Linked DNA regions of Mus musculus: region 1 is linked to region 2. The links are chromatin contacts, called in public HiChIP or PLAC-seq maps. All regions are on one chromosome and are shown on one strand. The core of a region is the stretch at or near the end of the contact, and the rest is flanking DNA. Distances in the headings are between cores, read along the strand shown.

The links. HiChIP or PLAC-seq counts read pairs in DNA pulled down with a chosen protein or histone mark.
Region 1: a contact with region 2 is called in an H3K4me3 HiChIP or PLAC-seq map of the SCID.adh cell line, with 11 read pairs. The contact joins two enhancer-like sites. A contact is called at or near these places in 2 of 484 Hi-C or Micro-C datasets (granulosa cells and nephron progenitors), 1 of 115 datasets of contacts at active chromatin or transcription factors (the SCID.adh cell line) and 1 of 9 other capture datasets (embryonic stem cells).

The regions. Positions count from the first base shown.
Region 1 is chr1:190,793,910-190,797,904 of GRCm38.p6, forward strand. The region is part of intron 12 of Rps6kc1 (ribosomal protein S6 kinase polypeptide 1); the gene reads right to left. Among named protein-coding and RNA genes, the nearest start is that of Gm51740, 24 kb to the right of the region's middle. Within about 2 kb of position 1,357, at least 13 of the 459 cell types and tissues checked have an H3K27ac peak or open chromatin away from gene starts, as enhancers often do. A contact at or near this core is called in the SCID.adh cell line, where this site is marked.
Region 2 is chr1:190,530,551-190,534,528 of GRCm38.p6, forward strand. No RefSeq gene overlaps it. Among named protein-coding and RNA genes, the nearest start is that of Gm30932, 62 kb to the right of the region's middle. Within about 2 kb of position 2,606, at least 47 of the 459 cell types and tissues checked have an H3K27ac peak or open chromatin away from gene starts, as enhancers often do. A contact at or near this core is called in the SCID.adh cell line, where this site is marked.

The DNA of each region.
Region 1 (3,995 bases), core at 107-2,606, 260 kb after region 2:
ATTCAGTGCCCACCATCTCACTCTCTGTTCCCACTCTGTGGCCAGTACGAGAAATGTGACCTCAAAACATTCAGCTTGGTTAAGGTGTCAGGCCAAGTTAGGGTACGTGTGAGGCTCCCAGGTCCTTCTGACCCCAGGGCAGGAGACCCTCAAGCCCTTCCACATCCATTCTTCCCTCTCCTGGGTGGCAGACAGGCTTCCCTGCCTGACAGGAAAGACTTCTGAAGACTTGACACCCTTTTCGCTTCGGCAGGTAGTGGAGTGCAAGTGTGAAACCCCGGCTCTTTTCTGGAAACTGGACAGTTTACTCCCCTTGAAAGAAACAGATTGGCTTTGCAGCAAAAACTGGAGGCAAAAGATGAAAGACACTTGCTGATCAGTCCAGAAAAAAACGCCTATGTACCAGGGACCTACTGATCATTTTGCTCAAGGGCAAATTCTAGCAAGTCACAAATGCAACCCTTCTCAAATTAGCTTTAAACTCAGCCGTGCCTTCCATTACTTTCTCCAGAAGAGGAAAAGCCTGCCCTAAGACCACAGTCCCATTTCCTGACTATGTCCTCATAATTTCTAAATACACAGCTTTATTTATTTTGTTCCTGTTTGCTGAAATCACTCTACAACTCTTAAATGCTCATATTTAAATAAACCTCGCTTCTTTCATCCTTATTATTCCTGTTGGGAATTTTTGGTGTATTCTAAAGTGTCTTGCTTCCTCCTCTAAATGAATTTTTTCAATAAATCCCTCATGCCCATACTTTATAGTTTTTATAAAAACTCTACAAATGTATGAAAATATACTTTAAGAGTCTTCCAAGTAAAATAATTCCTTGAACTCAACTCTTCGGTGGAATTCTGTGCTTGATGAACTTCAGTTCTGACCAATTTTTGTATAAGAAATGTGTTGTATGATTGACATAGGTGATCTTATTTCTATTCAACAATCTACTTACTACTATGAAAAGGAGGCCTGAAAAATCTTAAATAATTTGTCCAAGATCAACACAAGCATCAACGCCATGTCTGGGACAAACCATAAGGGCCTAGCAATTCTCAATGACATCGAAATCTCTAAATTAAGAAGTGTCTGATGGTCTCAACACATATTAATCCACCCCTGGGTTGAATCCTAGCTCTAATATAAAGCACTGAAGTACACTACTGAGTACCACACTTACTAAGAAAGAAACGGAGGGGAAGGGTGTGATGGAGAAGGGCAGGAGAGACTACTCCCCCAAAATATATTCATGAATTATGCGTGACTAGTCGGTCTGGGGACTCTCTGGGGAGCACAGGACGGAGGCATTGAGTGTCCTGCTCTACCCTGAATTCTGCAGACTGAATGCTGTTTCACTTTTCACTGTCAGCTGTGAGCTGTTTTCAAGTGTGAAATCGCCTAACAGAGGAAGCAAAGCTGTCATTTGACATCTGGGAGCGTGGAGATGCGGCTGCAGAGGAAAGTGTGTCGGTCCTCTTCAATTCATGCACACTCACCTATAAAACTCCAGGCTGATAACTAGTCAGTGAGAAAGACCAATGTAAATTTCAAGTTTTTAAAATTAAGGGTTCATAATGGGGTTGAAAGTCACAGTGTCAGAGACACAGGAAACAGGCGTGTGGGTGAGGGCATTAGCTTGATAACCAAGCTGGATCCGATTCTGTTCGCCTGAGCTAGCCTGTACACTGAATTTTCAATCAGTCTTTGTATGTCACATGGTTAAGAGTATAAGTTTTATTTCTAGCTGCCTTTGATGGTAAAAGATACTGCTATGAAAACATTAACTACAGTCCCTGACATTGTATTTTATTTTTCTATAACACTAAAAATGTTGTAGCAAAATTTATTCTATGCTACTAAGTGGAGAAATATTTCAAATCCTTGGGTCAAAAACTTGGTGAAGCTCTGGTTTCTATAGCATTGGAAATAAAATTCAAATTACCACGAGCATGTGCTCAAGAGAAAAGTGAGCGGCACCCTGGCTTCTGATCACTACCTGTCCTAGTGCATCCAGGAGCTCCTGAGGGTGTGCCCGAGAGAGGACAGTGCTGCAGACCTACTCAGTGCTGCATACCCTCTGCCTACCTGGCCCACTGCGGCCCTGCTTTCCTCTTTCTCCCCGCCATTCTGTTTGTATGCAGTATGAAAGGAAGCCGTTTGCCATGAGTGAGGTTTATTTAATAAAAACCTTGCTAGATAATCCAAAGATACGAAACGAACCCGAAAAGTCCAACTTTGAGAAGAGGGCTAAGTCTGCTCTGTAAATTCGTATTCTCAAGATCCTCTTGATAGAGCCGCAGCTGTAGCCATTTAAGGGCCGGCTTTTTCACAGGCACAGACAGACAGAGCTCCATGGGTTTTGTCTTTGTATCGCTGGATCTCTTTGCTTTAACATAAAAGGCGATTTTTTTTTTCAAGTTCTTAGTTTTTTTTGCAGGAACTTGTGAGCCTTCGTAGACATGGCTGGAGGTCTGTGGCTTTAAATCCAAGATCACAAAGTTGGCAGAAGCAATTCTTAAACAACAGAAGGTGATCATTTGCATTTCAAAATTTATCTATCTTGCTTTTCCCCTCAATTAGACCCAAACATGTTGATTCCCAGGTTTCTGTGAGTGTTTTCTGGTCTAAACTTATTTATAGAACAGAATAATAGCCCCCCTGCTAGTCTGGCGTTTGCTCAAGTTTCTGTCCATGTAAATCGAATCTGTTACTGGAAATTTTTCTCAAAATATCAAGGCACATCATCCACAAGATAAAAGGATGCGGTGATAGTATAAAGTACAGGCAGGTGGGTGATGGTTTTTGAACAAACAGCTGATAAGGATCCCGGGAGGGAGGAGGGCAGGGGCAGGCCACACTGGATAAACAGAGGGCAGAGCTCCCCTCAGCACCCTCTGGACTTTCCTTTCTAACCAGGCAGCAGAGCTTTGGCTTTAGTGACTATCTCAGCGGGACTCAGGTCAGAGTTAGGGGGAGGGCCGAATGTGGGAGAGAGAAATTGCTGCCAGGGACTCTCTTTACCTTCTGCTGTGGTCACTGTGCACTGGAATGCTGGCCCATTGCCACTGCTCTCGGCCACTGACAAGGGAGACTACCTACTCACAGGAGAGCCTTTTGGTTTTTAGGGATGTGCTGCAGCTTGAGGCTCCAACCCCTCTAGGATTCCGAGGTGCAGGCTCTGCCTCTATAGGTTTGAGGTCCTGTTAACAAGAAGGAGGCATCTACTTTTCTGGGTTTCTCCTTGTCGCTAAAGTTGATCTGCCCAAGGGTTGGAGGAACAACCCCCGTGGCTCATGCACAGAGCAGTTAAGCAGCTGGAAGGTGCAATTCTTTCATACAAACAATCACAACAAAGCCTCTCTTTAGACTACAGTTTGGCTGGATTTTTTTTCCCCCAAACACTATGAAGGACAACCTGGAAGGGGACTGCAGAAATCGAAGAATCCATTAATGGTATACTGCCACCTGCTGGTCAAATGTGAGGAATGGCATTCCTGGAGCCTGGACTTGGAAACTGGTGAACATGGAAAACTGTTACTTGGAATTAATTGTTAACCTGGAACAGTACACTTGGAAACTGATAAACTCAGTGAGTGAAACTGAGGGTTTGTGTGGGATAGTTTTATTCCATCATGTCAAAAGGCTCATATGCTAAAGGAGAACCGGCCTGTGAGTGCTCAGATGGCAAACAGCCCCACAGCCACTGCTTCGGAGAGAAGCATGCACGCACGACACTCAGCTCTAATCTCCGTGGCACACTGGGCCCCACTTCAGGACAGAACACACTTTACTCACAGGCTCTCCTCCCAGGTCTAAGGTGGACTCTAAAACCTCCAAATTCACTGTAATTAGCAAATATAGCCATGCTAGCTGGAACCTAACATGTGAGTTCTTAACCACGTTAGAAAGTGGCACCAGTGAACACAAGAGCAAACAGTCTCACTACAACGTTTCCGTTATTCATTAACTACATAACAGCATCGGTTCACAAGTGCTT
Region 2 (3,978 bases), core at 1,356-3,855:
TATCTGCTCATTTGCTTTCGTTTCTCTGTCCTTACCGTTGCAGAGCTGCGCTTCCCAGAGCACAAACTTGCTAGGAAAGGAGCCCCTTGGCTGTAGCTCCAGTCTTGTAGCCTCCCCCCGTGTCCCATACTCTCAGCTTCACCCCATCTTCATATTTCAGTTTCCAGGGCTCCTTGCTCTAGCTCCTTGACTCCATGCCTATGTCTTTGTGTCTGGTCTGGCGCAAGCTTCCAGGCCACCATCCTGCTATATACTGAACAAGCTCCTATGGTTCCAGTTTGCCCAACTTCCCATCGCATGTCCATGCCCCCAGCCTCATACTTCGCTCTGAACTCTACTGGCGTCATAGCCACCAGCATCAATTCACACAACAACCCAGCTAAGCAGGTCCAGTCTCACTTTCACTACAAATTATCTTCCAGGTTTACACTCGGTGTTTCCCTTTGTAAAGCACAGATTAGAGTTATAGGGAGGGCTGGAAGCCACACAGTGGCTCAGCCAGGCAGGATGACTGACTATGTATCTGTAACTCAGGAGGTTTATCTAGAGTGGGGATAAAACTTCCTTTTTCCGTGGCTCTGGAAGTAAACATAAGATGCTAGCTAGTAGCAAGAAGCCCTTGGCTAATTAGACTCAGGGGCACTTGTCATACCTGTTGCTACCAACACGGTCTCACGTCCTAGCTTCTTCTTCTTCCTTTTTTTTTTTTTTTTTTTTTTTGACAATGCAAAATCGCAACAATCAAACAAAATTGCAACCAAGTCCTCTCATCCTGGGACTGAAGTCCACTTCCGTCCTTGGATGAGCATTTCCTCTTACTGCATTTTCAACCCACAGAAATGCTGTGAGAACCAAACCAACACACAGGCATGGGCAGATGGAGAGCCTGCCTGTGTAGCCCACACTAGCAACGTGGCGTCAAAACAGCACCCGGTTCCATTCTGATTTCCATCTTATTTCCTTTCTTTCTCTGTTTTCTTTCTTTCTTTCTTTCTTTCTTTCTTTCTTTCTTTCTTTCTTTCTTTCTTTCTTTCTTTCTTCCTTCCTTCCTTCCTTCCTTCCTTCCTTCCTTTCTTTCTTTCTTTCTTTCTTTCTTTCTTTCTTTCTTTCTTTCTTTCTTTCTTTCTTTCTTCCTCTTAAGAGTCTTACTCTATAGTCAAGATTCACCTCAAATTTAGGTGCCTCTTACTCTTACTGCCTCACCCCCGCCCCCCCCCCCATTCAAAGGTCATCTTCCCTTTTTTGAGACAAGGTCTCATACAGCCCACACTGGTACTGAACACAGCATGTAGCTGTGGGTACCCTGAACTCTTGATCTTCTCACGGCTTCCTCGCCATGCCAGGATTGCAGGCATTTTCCACCATGTCTGGTTTATACGAGGCTTGGGGTTGAACCCTGGGTTTAGCTTCTGCTACACACACACTTACCCAAACGAGGTCTATTCCAAGCCACTCAAAATGTGGCAGAGTGGGCTGGACATGGAGCAGATGGAAGGTCCAGGGCTGGAGGGATGGCTCAGTGGAGGAACTTCCATCTGCTCCATGTCCAGCCCACTCCGCCACTATCCATCCTCCATAGTCCACCCGTCACAGTCCCTTCCACCCCCTCTCATCCCTCCACTGTCTGTCCCCCACAGTCCACCTCTTCCACCATGTTCCTTGTCCCTGATCACTTCCCTCTTTCCCAGAAAGGACACAGTGGGGACTGTCACCTCCCAGAGCCTGGATGGAGAGACAACTGAGGGTGAATGAGATGAAGCACCCTGTGTGTGTTGTGTCCACCTCCTTGACCAGGCCCCATGTCATTTTCTGTGTACAATGGGAGGTCATTTACAGTTGCCGTTGGTGGCATCTCAGGTGTGGCTCCGGTAGACAACGAGGGCAGAAGTTGTCTTTCCTCTTCCTTGGATGAGAAGACTGGACTCTCACACTGACCCCATGGGTGTCCCATGCTGGACAGAGATCAAGGTACCTTGCGGGTAAACATGGCAAACCTAAGGAACCCATAGGCATGCATTCTGTCGTGCCCTTCACACTGAGGGGGCACCGGGAACTCTGAGAGATGAATTCCCTTGTAAACTAGAGCTGGGGCCTAGCGCCTGGCATCTGAGGGCCTCAAATAATCTATTGTTTAGATGCTTTCATTTCCAAGAACAAAGGCCTTCCTGCCCCCACCTCTGTCCCTTCAAAGGGCACCATCTCGATATCATTTCTGATACCGGGAGATTCAGCCATCAGTCACTGGGTTCTGTTCCAGGAAAAAGCAATATTCTTTGACAAATAAGCCATTTACGGAGCAGTTTAAATGACACTGCAGAGAGACACTACAAACCAATGTGCCTTTTCACTGAGTAAGAGCCAGGGCCTCAGATAAAGAGAGCAGATCTCATGTGACTACGCAGCCCTGTGTAAACAGCCTCCGGAAGAGGCTGGCCTGGTGAGTCTCTGGTCAGAGAGCCTGGATCAGCCTCATCTTTTCCCAGGCAGCCCCCATCCCTGGTCCTTAGGGGCTTTCTTCAACACTTTCTGTTTCTTACCCGTTGCCCTCTTGCTACTGATGTAACAGCCTGGAGCCATTGTGTCCTGCCTTCACAGGGGCGTTCCCAAGAGGCAGATGTGTGAGCTAGCAGGAAGAAAGGCCTGTTTCTTATTGACAGAGCCCTAGCATGTGTCATAGAACTTCAAAGATCTGGGGCCACATTGGGCAGGCAACATCAAACGCCTCTGGCTGGTGCTGAGTAAACGTTGTATTCTAACATACATCTTATCTGTTTGGTTCCAGGCTTGAGAGTGGGACGCTGTACCTAACCAAACCACTTTGTTTCTCTCACAGCTGCAAGCCTGGAAAAATATCAGGTCACAAAGTGCTGGGCCTGGGGGCTTGGGGGATGGGACAGTCAGAGAGATACAGAGACGGAGAGAAACAGAGGCAGAAGCAGACATGTTTTGTCAGTTCCTAAGCAACACAATATTGTCAAGATGGAAGCTCTGGGGAAAGGAGGGGGTGTTCCCTATACTTCCTATAGAGGCCACTAATCCCAGTCTTTATCTTTTTATAAAAACACAACCGCTCTGAAGCTGCATAAAACCTGTGTCTACCCAACATACTTACGTTGTCACTGTGCCCTGCTCAATCACCAGGCCACTGCTTCTTTGATAAAGACTCACTTTTTAATGAGGCTAAATCAATGGTTTGATTATAATCTAAACTCAAACAATGAAACTATTTCCTGATTTTTTTTGAAAAAAAAATTAATTTAGTGTTCAAATTGTGGTCACTGCTTTTTCCATTATTAAAAAAAAAATCTTTAAAATGTGTTTCATTTCAGTGTAGCTGGGACATAATAACACTTCCCTGTCTGAGAAGCAGAGAGAGTGAGTGGGTGGGTCGGAGCTTCTTTCTGTCAGTCTGCATTTCTTGCTTCCCTTGTGTGGATTTGTTACAAAGCACTAGGTTAATATTACCCTGGGGGGATATCAGCAGGTGTCTCTCCTGGGCATGGAAGGAAATCCTTACAAATTAGGGATGGCCCTCCTGTGTGAGGGACACATTAGCATATTCAGTCAACAAGTCCTTCTGAAGTGCTAGTGTGGGGATCAGTCAGGGACAGACTCATGACTCCAATCTTAGGGCTTAGCCTCTGGAGCCTGTGGAAGCCTTGGCTGTCCCCACTGGGCCACCTGTCTGGTGAACCTGCCCCATGGTCCAGCTGCATGATGGACGTTACCCACATCAAGAGAAATCAATAAGAGGCCTAGAGTCGGGGAAGTCAGAGGTTCTCAGCCTCTGGGGAGACAGGGCCCCTGCAGCCCTGCTTCGGAGGCTGGTGGATGTCTGGCTTTGCCAGACAAGCCTGATCCAAATCTGCATCTTAAGATTGTCAGGGGACCGAGATGTTTACCCTGTTCTCTGACCTGAGATTCCAGAGATGACCTGAAGTGGTATTCCCCGGTTTATGTCTCCTAAATGTGCCAATG